Linked DNA regions of Mus musculus: region 1 is linked to region 2. The links are chromatin contacts, called in public ChIA-PET maps. All regions are on one chromosome and are shown on one strand. Each heading gives the region's core, a stretch centred on a gene start, on an enhancer-like site or on the middle of the called end of the contact. The rest is flanking DNA. Distances are from core to core; before and after follow the strand shown.

Region 1 (6,883 bases), core at 1,673-4,172, 47 kb after region 2:
CATGGTATTTAGATATTCAGTGCCTGTGAGTTTCTATTTGTGGATTAATCTAAACCGGTAGAGTAAATATAAAAACCTATGTCTATATCCAGTTAGAGCCTTGTATTTTTTTTTTAATTGTGCTATAAAAACTTGTATCTGATGTAAGTTTTACCTTCTGACTAGTTTTTCTTTAATACTAGTTAGGTTATATGTTGATGTATTAACATTTCCTTAATATTCTTGGAGAGTTTAGAGCTACTTCAGTTACAGATTGAGTTTTGGATGTATTTAATAAAAACTCTTAAGTAGCAGTAGCTAAACAGGAGAGAATTTTTGTTGTTATAAGTGGAGAAGTAGGTGATCCATTCTTTGGCTATGACAGTATTATTCTTGTGGTTTGTCCTTCATAGTGACAACATAGCTTGTTTAAAAAAAGGACAGAAGCTTCATATTGTATTATTTTGTTGCTAGTTAAGGAGTACTTTATTGGCTACCCTACCTCATCTCCTGATTTACATCATGTTATCTTCTCTATCTTCCAAGATACTGGGAAACGTGGGTATCAGGCACTTTCTGCTACTTACAGAAACTGTTGGTATGAAAAGCAGGAATAGATGGGTATAGGATTGACAACTTGGAGTTCACACCCTGGAGCCCACCCTGCTTGTGGATATTTCTCATACCCTTGTTGGACGCATGTTTTCCATATCTGTAACTCTTCTGAAACCAAAAGCTAGATATGCTGTGTTTTCAATTAAATCCCCAGGTTCAGTTACCTGCATCAGTCTTGCAGCTCACAACTGTCTGTAACTTCATGACCAAGTGGTCTTAACTTCTGAGCCACTCTCCAGCCCAAGCTTTTACCTTTGCATTTTCTTGTCTATTTATTCTTTTTTGTTGTTGTTGTTGTTGCAAACAGTCACTTGTTAATTTAAATGGCTTACTAACTGTCCTAGAGTTCTTTGTCATAGGGCCATCATTCCGTTTTAATGATAAAAATATTGAAGGCTGGGGAGATGGCTCAGATGGTTAGGTAAAAGTCTGAGGACCTGAGTTTGATCCCTGTAACCATAATAAAGGTGGAAGGAAAGAACAATTTCAGAGATTTGTCCTCCTTCCTCTACACTTGCTCTGGCATGCACTCAGCACCCCCAATCCCCGTAAGTCTAGAGATACGCACACACACAGTCACGCACACACATGCATACACATCAAAAATTTTAAAATTGGTATTGGATTAAATTTAGTACCTCATACATTTTAAGTATGTGTTTAAGCAATGACCTTTATCTTCCTGGTCCCCTGTAAAAGTGGTTCATTAGGGTTTTTAAATGTTCACTTTTAATTTGTATTCTTATATAAAAGACATTTTAAATCTTCATAATTTATTCTCATAATATGTTTATCAAATTTGACAGCAGCATATTTAGCTAATATATAGGGAATAATTTGAAAAGTATGTGACCTTTAAATTTTGGCTTTAATGTAACATCTTTTCCAGAAGAGCTGTAAGCCAGGCATGGTAGAGTACACCTTTCTTTAATTCCCGCATTCAGGAGGCAGTCAGGTGGATCTTTGTGTTCCAGGTCAGCCTGGTCTATGTAGAGGGTTCCAGGATAGCTAGAGGTCCACAATAGAGACCTGCCCCCAAACAAAACACCCAGGAAAAGAGCCTGGCAAAGTGATACTTGCCTTCAAATCTCAGCAAGCACTAAGTTAGAGGAAGGTGGTTCTTTGAGACTTGGAGGCCAAACTGGTCTACCATTGTGCTTCAGGCCAGTCAAGATTACATAGTGAAACCCTGTCTTTAAAAAACAAAAACAAAAACAAAATAACCAAAAACAAAACCCCAAAACAAGTGGATGCTTATAATTCTAGTACTCAGGCACAGAGGCAGGAAAATGAGGAGTTCACCGTCAGCCCACTGTGGCCATCTAGTAACACCATGTCTTAAAGCATACAACCCCCCCCCCCAACCACTTACACATACTTGCAATAATTTTTTTTAAAGATTTATTTATTATTATATCTAAGTACACTGTAGCTATCTTCAGACTCACCAGAAGAGGGCATCAGATCTCATTATGGGTGGTTGTGAGCCACCATGTGGATGCTGGGATTTGAACTCAGGACCTTTGGAAGAGCAGTCAGTGCTCTTACCTGCTGAGCCATCTCGCCAGCCCGCAATAATTTTTTAATACTTTAGTAACTTGTGTTTAAATATTGTTTAAGTAACTAGTCAGATTGCCCGAGCAGTCACATTAAGATTATTAGTGTTCATGTGCTTGTAAGCTTATTTGTACCATGTACTTCCAAGAGTGATTATAGCTCAGAAAAGGGTGCCAGCTCCCCTGAAACCCGAGGTACAGGGGGCTGTAAGCCACCTGGTGTGAAGAGCACTTGAGGGAGCTCCCTCGTCAGCATTGCTGTCAGTCTCTATCATCACAGAAACATCCCATAACAAGTGTACTTTTACCAGTAAGTCCTGCTTTCTAGAAATGTAACGGCTGTGAATGAGCTGTGTGCACTGAATTAAGCAACCTGTGAACTAACATGTTTTCAGATTCCTAAAAGTGACTGTTTGTTGTTAAAATTGTCTTAACTTTTTATTAGGATTAAGTTTTTATTATACTTTCTCTAATATAAAAGAAAAAAAACAATTTTTTTCAACCTTTGGAAAGGTAGAGTTTTATAAATATATGTTGTAAACATAGTAAACATAAGTTTAAATACAAATAGAAATTCAGAAGTGTTATTTAAATGTGTGATTTCTCAGATAAGAAAGCTGTAGACTTTGCTGTAATTTATTACAAAGCTAAGTTATGTTCTGTTACTTATGTAAAATAGTGGTCTTTGTTTAGCTTCTTAAAGTGCTAGGAGAATTGTGTAGTTCCATTGATTGCTTCCATGCAGTGGAAATCTGACCTTTAGCAGATGTTTGAGATGTTGCCAGCACAGCATGGTCAACCAGCTAGACAGTTTCCCCTTGTTTTTTGACAGGCCTTTAATAGTTTAGTAACATGCCAAATTCTTTTCATTATATCTGAAACTTTGTAACTTATTAACAACATACTATAAGATATTGATTAAATAGCCTTCCTGTCATAGATTACAGCCACTAACTTAAGAAGAAACCATTTTTAAAAATCTTAAAAATATTGTTGAGTGAATAATATTTTGAGTTGTCAGTTTGGACTGAAATTGTTAAGGTTACATGCATATGTCGCATTTATCTTGCCAGAAGTAGAAATTATTTCAGGGATGTCATGTTTTAGTGGTAGTTTTAGGCACTTTCATTAGTTGACACTTTTAAAAATAGTGACTTTTTAATAAGGATTGTTTGTTTGTTTGTTTGTTTGTTTCCACAGAGCAGATATTCTGTCTAGAACTTGAATCCACATTAAAACTTGTTCCCTGAAAGAAAGCCGGTTTTTTTTTTTAGGCCAAGTAATAGGTTCAGCTGTGTAGTTGTGTAGTTCAGCTAGAACACTGTAAGCTCTGTTTTCTTAACTCCATCCACTGAGTGCACAGGAAGGGAGAGGAGGAGAGCCTTAATGTTTGAGAACTAAGTCATGAATGGACAGGCCCAGCACTTGCCAGACTGCATCTTTTCCTGCAGGTGTTGGTTTTCCATAGGACGTTTCAGTTGCTTTTCATTGTGTTAGAAATGGTACAAAAGATTTTATTTAAGCAACATTTGAGGAATAGTCTTGTATGTTTTGCAGTATGGATTTGTAGCCATTTTTGTGTTCAGGCTTATATACTGTAGGGAATTAATATTAGCAGTGTTGGTATACCTGTGCATATACCACCTTTCAACAGTAAAAACTTAAAGGCCTAATCAATACCAGGAATTATAAGAGTATGCTAACTAAAATAGAAAAGATGAAATACATATAATACAGTTTCACTAAATACCATGGACCAAAATACTGATTACATATTACTTACAAGGGAATGTGAGTTCTCTGAGTTGTTTTAAAATAAGTGTGGTAATAATTATCCCATTCTTTCATACTAGTGTTTATGAGCATTACCTATAATATTTTAGTAAGTGAGGGCTATGCGATTTAGGAAATGAATAGGTTTAATCCCTAATACAACAGCACAAACAAAAAGTAGATAATGATACCAAAATTTATAAGTCAAGTAGTTGCTTTTCAATAGAATTTAGCAGAGAGGCTAGTGTGTTGTTTTTTTTTTTTTTTTTTTTTTTTTTTTTTTTTTTTTTTTTTTTTTTTTTTTGAGATAGGGTTTCCCTGTGTAGTCTTGGATTTCCTGGAAACTTGCTCTGTAGACCAGGCTGGCCTCAAACTCAGAGATTCTCCTGACTCTGCCTCCTGAGTGCTGGGATGAAAGGAGTTTGCCACCAGGGCCCAGCCTAGTTTTCTCAAGGTTTTCATTATCTACCAGAGGCTATTATTTTTGTGTGTGTGTTTTCACCCCCCACCCCCAGTTTTGTTGATATGAAGTTATTCCTTAAGAAAATTTATTTTGAAATAGGTGGTATTTCTAGTTGTTTGCTTAACTGTCTGACCATCTGATTGCAAGTATTCCTGATGTTGCGGTCATTCTTTTTGTTCTACTTGGGGTTGCTTACATTTTTACTGATTTTGTTGTTGTTTGTTTTTTTTTTCATTGTAATTTAAAACAGCCATAATAGTAAAATATGTACATAGGAAATTTTGTAGATTCAATTTAATGATATATACCTGATGGATAATACCTGTACCAATAAACTCATTTTGGAAAACATACAGGTTCTGAAATGGGTCTATTTCTTACTTTAATTTGCTGTGATCTGCCCGTGGTAGGAGGACACTACAGCACGAGTGAGGCTGGCAGCCTGGGGTGGCAAAGCATGTGGATAACATTTTACCACACACAGGAAACAGCAGGCCAGCTTGTTGGAAAGTCTCCGAAGTCTACCTTTTGAGTAGTGCTGTGGCTGTCCCAGCAAGGTCCAGTTCCTAAAGGTTCTGTCTCCATCGCAAACAGCAGCACTCCTAGGCACCCAGGACTCAAGCCTGTGAACCTGTAGGGAACTTTTTATATTCAAAGCACACATGGAGTTTTCTGAGTACTCAGTTTTATATATAATTACACTGCTATACTGTCATCTATATTTGTGTTTAGAATCTGGGATTTTAGAGGCCAGAATTCCCAAATCTGGCAGGAAATTATATGCTTCCTGAAGGCTATAGTGGAGAATCTTTTCTGGCTTTTATGAATATATGACCCAGTCTATTATTCTGTTATATTTGTTTTATAATAAGCTAGCTAGTGTTACATCTATGGTAGTGGCATTAAAAGGTAGGGCACTACTGAGAAACGTGAACTAAATGTCACCTTAGTGTGCAAGTACAATAAATTAAAAACGTTGTTTAATCAACATTTGGTTTTGAGTACAAATGAGAACCAATCCAAAGGTGGAAAGATTAGTTTGGCTTATGATTTTAGAGGTAGGTGACAGCCCAAGTTTGTTTGGTTCTGCTGTTTGATATCAGAAGTGAGTTAGAATTGTCCATGGAGCCTGTGGCCCAGGTTTCTCCCTTCATGGCAACCATGCAGTGCAAAATAGCCAGATGGGGCTAGGGCCAGCTAAAACTTTTGAAGGCAAACCCCAAGTTTCCTACTTCCTCCAGTTATGCTCTGCCTCCTGCAGTTCCACCAGCTCCCTGAAGTCTACTCAGATTTTTAATCCATCAGTGTCTTAAACCACTGATTAGTTCAGAGCCCCTATGTTTTTAGTTGTTGCAAGAAATGTCCTGGCGTACATATGTTCAGAAAGAGTCACGTTTTCTGCACCTGGGCATCATCTCTCAGTCCATCTTGTTTATGGTCTAGATTCCCCATTCATAGTGTACTAAGTATACTAGAAATAGCTCTTAAAATGTTTTTCTTAAACTTACTGTTTGCATCCACATACTTGCATATACCACTTGTGAATGTGGAGGGCAGAAGGACAACTGAAAAGGTTCTTTCCCTCTACAATGTAGCTATTTGGGGATGGAATTTAGATAGCCAGGCTGTGCAGCAATCACCTTTACATGATGAGCCAGGTCACTAACTCAGAGATTATCTTGCTATGTAGCACTGGCTGCTCTGGACTTAATATGAATCCCACAATGACCCTGAACTTTCAGGGACAATAGATGGGTTCCACTTCACCCAGCTGGAAATAGTCTTTGTAACACTAAAAGAATATGGGAAAGGAGGTTATAATGGGAAAGACTTTTTTTTTTAATTGTTTGAAGTTACATTAACACTTGCATGTTCATTGTGAATAAACAGCTTAAGCTCTGTTGAGAATCATATGTCAGGGGAATAGCATTACTTACCCATATTTTGACCATCTGCTTTATGTAAGATTATTGAATTAACAGAATAAGGATTGTCATGTGAAGATGATTTCTTTAAAGGACTGAATATAGACAAAGAGTCATGGAAGAACAAGACCTTGTCCTAGGTCCTAAACTAGCAGGAAGGCAATTGAAGGAACACTGTTATGAAAACCCAGTTGGGCTGGCTTAGAGAGATGGCAGTGCTGGTGAAGAGCTTGTGGTATAAGCAGGAGGACCTGAGTAAAGAGTGCAGACACAGTCCCCATTGAACCTCACTATAGAAGTGCGTGTAATCCTCCTGTCAGCAGTCATCTTCCCCAACTTGACTGACTATTACTCCTGTCCTAGAGACCTACTCATAAACATCTCCAGGAGCAACTCGCTTCTGACAGTCCTGAGGTGGGAGAGGCATTGCTAAAGCACTGTCACTCACATAGACTGTGCTCAGTTTTTCTATTGGCTGTACGTCTCCCCCAGAGAGTCATAACTGGGGGCTTTTCTGTGGTAGACTCTTGTTTACTGGTATTCCCCAACTTTGGGCTTAGCTTAACTTACTT
Region 2 (5,982 bases), core at 1,742-4,241:
GTTAATAGCACTTACTTCTGCCAAGGACCCAGGTTTTGGTTCCAGGATTCAAATGGCAGCTCACAACTGCTTGTATCTCCTGTTTCATGGGATCTGACATTACATTCTGACCTCTTAGGGTTTCTGCAGAAGCGTGGTACACATACATATACTCAGGCACACCCAGGTACAGGCAGACACCCCCCCCCCCCCCACGCTCACACACGGAATCCATTAAAAACCACTCATTTATTGGTCTTGTGAGCTTTAAGTAAGTTGATGTTGTGACAATCAATTGAAGATGAGGAGACGCTGCTTGCTTGTCAAGCCTAAGTCCCTATGCTCACCCAATCCCGTGGTGGAAGGAACAAACTGACTCCCACAGGTTGTCCTCTGTCACATTACCCCAAGGCCACCCAAAACGATAAATTAAAAAAAAAAAAGGCAACTTAAGCTCAGGTGGGCTCAGTACAGTCAGAGGGGCTACACAGCTACTAAGTGGAGTCTGAGTCTGAGTCTAATGTATCATTCTTGTCCTCAGAGTTATGCTTCAAGGTCTGCAAAGAATTGCTCCTTAATCTTGGGAGTTCAGGTTTAGATAGGGTCCCTTGTCCTTGATGGTACCTCCAAAGGCTCGGGCTGAGGAAACTGTCTGACCTTGTTTAGGCCCAGCTGGGCATTTCAGTAGGTGAAGAAGGAGATACACAAACAAATTCTATTTCACAGTGCGGAGCAAGTATCTAGGTTTGTGTAGCTATTAGGACAGCTTTTACATTTAGAGATAACCCAAGCGCAGATGGAAACACACACACAGATGTTCCTCGACAAATGTGCTGGACCCGAAGTTCACGAAACACATTTCTTGACTCCTGATTAATACATGTTTTAATGACCTTTAAAAAAAAAAGTCACATTTGCATGCTTCCCCTTCACCCCAGACCTTCAACTCCACAGGCTGACCGAGCAGGAGCGCATCCTTCCTTCAGTACTGGACTCAGTGTTTCTGGGATTATAAAAGTCTTCATAAAACAATGGCCTCTCTTTCTCTTCCTGCTTTTCTGGCTCTCACTCTGTAATCTACCCCAGCTCTGGTTTACACCAGTCCACCTATCAGAAATCTTTTCCTTCTTCCTCTTTGGCGGTCTAGATCGGGTTCATTCCTCAAGGTCTATTATGAACGTAATCTCTTTTGCCTTCTTTGATGACGCTCCAACCACAGATAATTTCTTCCTTGTCTAACACTGGGTATTACACCAGGTATAACCCTCATAAGACCTGACATTCTGACCTGTACAGTAGATATCTGTGGATGTGAAATGTGTGTCCCATTAAGATCTCCTACGTGGTACTGACCTTTGTATTGGAGGTAGCGTAGCACTAAACATACTTCCTTTCACCAATTAAAAAAATAAAAATCTTATTTGATGAATGCAAACTCAAGGTGTTCCATAATTTTCCATCATTGAAAATGGTCTAAGAGATCAAAAGACAAACCCAGTTTTTTTAATGGGGCATTTAATTTGAGGGGCTAGGCCAAAATAGTGGAGGGACTTCTGGTAGGTTAAGAAAGTATGCCTGGATTATGTGGAAACCCGAAGACTGCCTTGGAAGAGGCAAAACATAATTTGAAGGCACCCGTGGCATAACTTTATTTATTTGTGGCTTTAAGATGAATACAAGAAGTTCAGAGGCTTTAAAGGACATTTTATGAAAGAGCAAATTTTGAATGCATTGCAAACTAGGTTACCTAGCTCACTTCCAAACGAAATAAAAGCAAGTTAAAAAAAAATTAGCTCCTTCTCCGTAGTGAAAATAATAATGCCCAAGTAATGTCATTTTCTCCCTTCAAATTATAAGCTAATCAGCGAGGCCTGTTAACCTCATATAAACATTTCATTAAGGTACTCAGATGACACTACTGCTACATGAATAATGAATTCCCGCCCCCAGGCTTTACCTAATTTATGGCCCTTTATTTGGTGACTTTGCTTTAGAGCGCACAGGGTAAGGTGAAAGATGGGAAGAGAACCGGTTTAACTTGTATTCAAATACCTTTGCAGATTAAACAACACATCTCAACTTTTCCCCCCTCCTCTCCCCATCCGCAGCTCTCGTTTGTATCACAATCAGTGAACTGAGGAGATGACCCGAACAAAGGGGACTGGCACCTGCGCCTTCTCCATTGCAAACATTTCTTCCCACCCACGGCCCTCCACGGTCAGCGTTTGCCCGACCTTTCTAGCGCAGGCTCTTTCCCAGGTCACCTCGGGACCCCTGAGCAAGACTCTGCAGCCCGGGCTCTGACACCGATCTCTCCTCCTCCTACACGTGACCAAGCGGCGTGCGCCGCGGACAGACACCGCAACGCGGTAGACCTGGTGACAAAGGCTCGGGCGCATCCGGAGTCCCGCCGGCCTCCCGCGCTCAGCGTCGGCGGAGCCTGCGCAGGGCGGTGCCGCGCAGCGCGGGCCGCGGGAGCGGGAGCCGCAGCCGGGAGCGCGCCGCGGAGCCGAGCAGAGCCCGCCGCGCGCAGCGCCGGGCAGCGGAGGAGCCGAGGAGCGGAGCAGCGCCTGCCGCGTAGCCGAGGAGCGGAGGGGAGGCCGAGGAGAAGCCGAGCAGAGCCCGCCGCGCGCCGGGGAGCGGCTCCACGGAGCAGAGCCCACCGCCTGCCAGTCCGTTCGCCCGCGCCCTGCTGCTCCCAACGCCGCCGCCGCCCCGGAGCCCCGCAGCGACTGGGACACGGGTGAGCAGGCCGCGGCCCGTGAGCTTGGCTCCGGCAACCGGGCCCCAAGCGTCTTCCCCGCCCGTACTTACACCACGGCTCGGGAGATCATCCAGGACACCATCTTTTCGGCCGATGGGCCGCTGACCGCAGGCCGCGCGCTCCCCGCTCGCGCTCCCCGGGGCCGCGCTGGCGCCCTCGGGAGCCGGCCCGGTGTGTGCGCGCGGTGCCCGGAGCCGCCCGGAGCCCGGTCCCCCGCCCGTCCGCCCCCGCCCGCGGCCCCGCCGGCCCTGCCGGCCCCGCCCCTGCGCTCCGCTGATAGGCGGCGGCTCCGGGACCCCGCGGGCGCTGCGCTCCACCGAGCTGCGCGGTCACCTCGCTTCCCCGGGCCGGGGGACTCCGGGCGGGCGGTGAGAGCGCGTGGGAGCCGAGGCCGGGGGCGGGGGAAGCCGGGATTGTGAAGTGTCTGGCTAGGTGCGGCTCCGGTGCTCACCGAGGCTCGGCAGCCAGGGCCTACCACAGGCCTGGGTTGGCACGGCGAGGCTCGTGGTGCAATGCAGGGGCCAAGGGAGAGCGTCGGGGGTCACGTTTGGAGTGATGGGTTTGCAGGGATGGCGAGGCTGTTCTGGGCCCCTTGGGGCACCTTTTCCATCAGCGTCAGCCAACTCCTGTCTGTCTTGCCTGCCCCACAGCCTAAAACGTGGACCCAGGATTTCCGACCCGTGGTGCTGTTTACAAGTGTCCTTATTTTTTTTTTCCGTCACGCGCGCGCGCGTGTGTGTTACCTCTTAACACTGTCCAAAATTTTAAGCTGACCTTTTAAGTTACTGTAGGTGTTTTTTTTTCTTGGTCCCCTGGTGGAAGCAATAGTAAAAGTTCTCTAAGCTAGAAAGAATAATGTCTGTAATGTGGTGTTTGGAGCCTTTAATTAAAGTCCTAGAAAATATGATGGCTCATTTTGGGACGTACTGTAATTTAATCTTTTTGTTCCCCAGTTTCCCCATAATAAAAAGAGGCTAATAATACTCTTGCTTACCTCCTGCTTTTCAAGGATGATGTAAGGTATTGCTAATTAATGTGTTTAGGAAGGAGTCGGATTTGCCTGGGATGGTATCAAGGGACAGGGATAGGTTACCATGAGTGCCTTGTAGTTCATGAGGCCTATAAATTAAGAAGAATTTTGGCCATGAAAGAAAGCAGCAGGGGAGGGATGGTGGTGAGCTCTTGTGATCCCAGCACTGTGGAGGAGGTGGAGGCCTGCGGGGTTTCCTTCCACAGAACCAGGAAGAGAAGTCCTCCGCTGCTTTCTGCTCTTCCGTTCCTTTTTTTTTTTTTTTTTTTGCTTATTTACATTAAGAATGTGTGTTTTTATTTCAGGGGCTGCGGTGATTGCGTTTGTCCTGGTTTATTTAGTTTGACCATTGTTCAGCGTTACTGGGGAGATGTGCTTGCCCTCTAAGCAGCAGTTTTTCTGGCACATACCTTCCTTGTCCTTTCATGTCCTTCCATGGGCAGAGCGGTCTTGTAATGTCTTTATTTACAGCCTTTCGTTCCTCATCCTTAACATATCTTTCCCCTCCTCTCTTTCCTGAGCTAAGGTGTGTTTTCGTGCCCTTGACTGAATTGCATCTTTTTCTTGGATGCTTTATTTCCCATTCTCTACCTTTCTGACCTCTTAAATCCCCCCCCCCCAATTCCCTGCCCCCCACCCTCCCTCATAATTTATCCCTTAAGTTTCTGGACTCCTTTCACCCCTCCGCATTTAGTCTCTTCTGCCTGTTTTGCAGAGGTGATGGCTCTTGTTATTGTTTGCAGGACACAGCCCCCTTGTTCCTATTTCAAAAAGCCACGGGTTGTAAACCACCTACCTACCCTGGGTTGCTACAGTGTTGTTGAGTCATCCTGCCGCCCCAGACAGCCCTGGAGTGTTGATTCTCCTTGGTACCATGGAAACGGAGGTTTAGAGAACTTAACTCTGTAGCCAGTGATCCCCATGGTTCATAGGTAATGGAGCTGAACTCCAGTACTTTTGAGTCATACCTGAGTTGGGTGTGAGTTGGTTAGTCCAGGGGGAAAATTAAAAATTAGCAAGCTGCTTTTCTTCGTTGTTGTGACTGGCATTAACCACTAGCAAGCAGGTGGGGATGGGTCTGGGGATGCTGCACTCTGTGCTGTGTGGGGGACATCCTGAACAAAGACTGTTCCTGTGTCCTTCCTGGTTTAGGAAGATCATGCTTGTCATTCCTGTGATATTTGTCATCGTCAGAGCCTGAAATTTCCACTTTATAAAGTCACAGTTTTAACCGTGACTGAAGTTTCTTGTCTCTGTCTCTGCACACTCCTGTTGTGTAAACGAGAAGGGAAGGTTGTGTTCACCACTTGATTAGACGTTTTTGATAGTTGTGTCACATGGAGTCCTCAGCAGGTTTGCAAGGCAGTCACGTCCAGTTCCTAATCATTTTGTCCCAGCATCCATATGCTGACGGGCCTTTGTGTAACTTATTTTTATTTCCCCTTTCCACTTTACTGGTTTATCTAGATAGATGGATTTGTTTGGAGTTGCCTGTACAAGGGGGTTGCTCGGTGCGTCTCATTATGGCAGCGTGTTAACCGGAGGGCCACTCGGAAACTGATACGGCTGAGAACTATTGACCTACATAAGAGTCGGTCAATCCTAGGAGGAGCCTCTTGTGGAAAGCGCCCAGCTTTTAGAGGTGGCTGCTTGCTGTTTGTTACTGGACCTCAGATACTTGAGATCTGCTAATTGATGGCTATTAGATATATGCTTCAGTGTGTAAGATGATGCTATAGCCTTATGTGAGAAAAGGGAATACGGTATCTTCTGCTCAGCAGTGTGTGTGTGTGTGTGTGTGTGTGTGTGTGTGTGTGTGCACGCACGCGCACACAGTTGCCTGTGCTCCTTGCACCAAATGAAGGCCAGAGGGTGTCAGGCATATCCTATCCTCTGCTGCTCTGCCTTATTCCTTGGAGGTAGGGTTACTCTGACCTTGGAGAATTCATGTTTTCAGCTAGGCTGGTACCCTGCAAACCCAACTAACTCTCCCGACTCTGCCCCTCACCCCACACACTGGGGTTATTATAAGAACAGGGGCTGGAGAGATGGCTCAGCAGTTAAGAGCACTGACTGTTCTTCCAAAGGTCCTGAATTCAAATCCCAGCCACCACATGGTGGTTCATAACCATCTGTAATGAGATCTGACACCCTCTTCTGGACTGTCTGAAGACAGCTACAGTGTACTTACATATAATAAATAAATCTT

Evidence for each region. ChIA-PET counts read pairs in DNA pulled down with a chosen protein or histone mark.
Region 1: a contact with region 2 is called in an RNA polymerase II ChIA-PET map of neural stem cells, with 5 read pairs. The contact joins the enhancer-like site here to the promoter of Reep3 in region 2. A contact is called at or near these places in 4 of 484 Hi-C or Micro-C datasets (embryonic fibroblasts, olfactory sensory neurons, short-term hematopoietic stem cells and 1 more), 11 of 115 datasets of contacts at active chromatin or transcription factors (CD8 T cells, the SCID.adh cell line, bone marrow-derived macrophages and 6 more) and 1 of 9 other capture datasets (adipose tissue).

Annotation. Positions count from the first base shown.
Region 1 is chr10:67,140,944-67,147,826 of GRCm38.p6, forward strand. All of the region lies in intron 1 of Jmjd1c (jumonji domain containing 1C), which reads left to right. Among named protein-coding and RNA genes, the nearest start is that of Jmjd1c, 17 kb to the left of the region's middle. Within about 2 kb of position 2,923, at least 19 of the 459 cell types and tissues checked have an H3K27ac peak or open chromatin away from gene starts, as enhancers often do. A contact at or near this core is called in neural progenitor cells and neural stem cells, where this site is marked.
Region 2 is chr10:67,093,997-67,099,978 of GRCm38.p6, forward strand. Reep3 (receptor accessory protein 3) reads right to left here and starts at 2,992. Exons shown (of 8, transcript NM_178606.5): 1 at 2,794-2,992. The coding sequence starts at 2,825. It also overlaps a transcript of Jmjd1c not described here.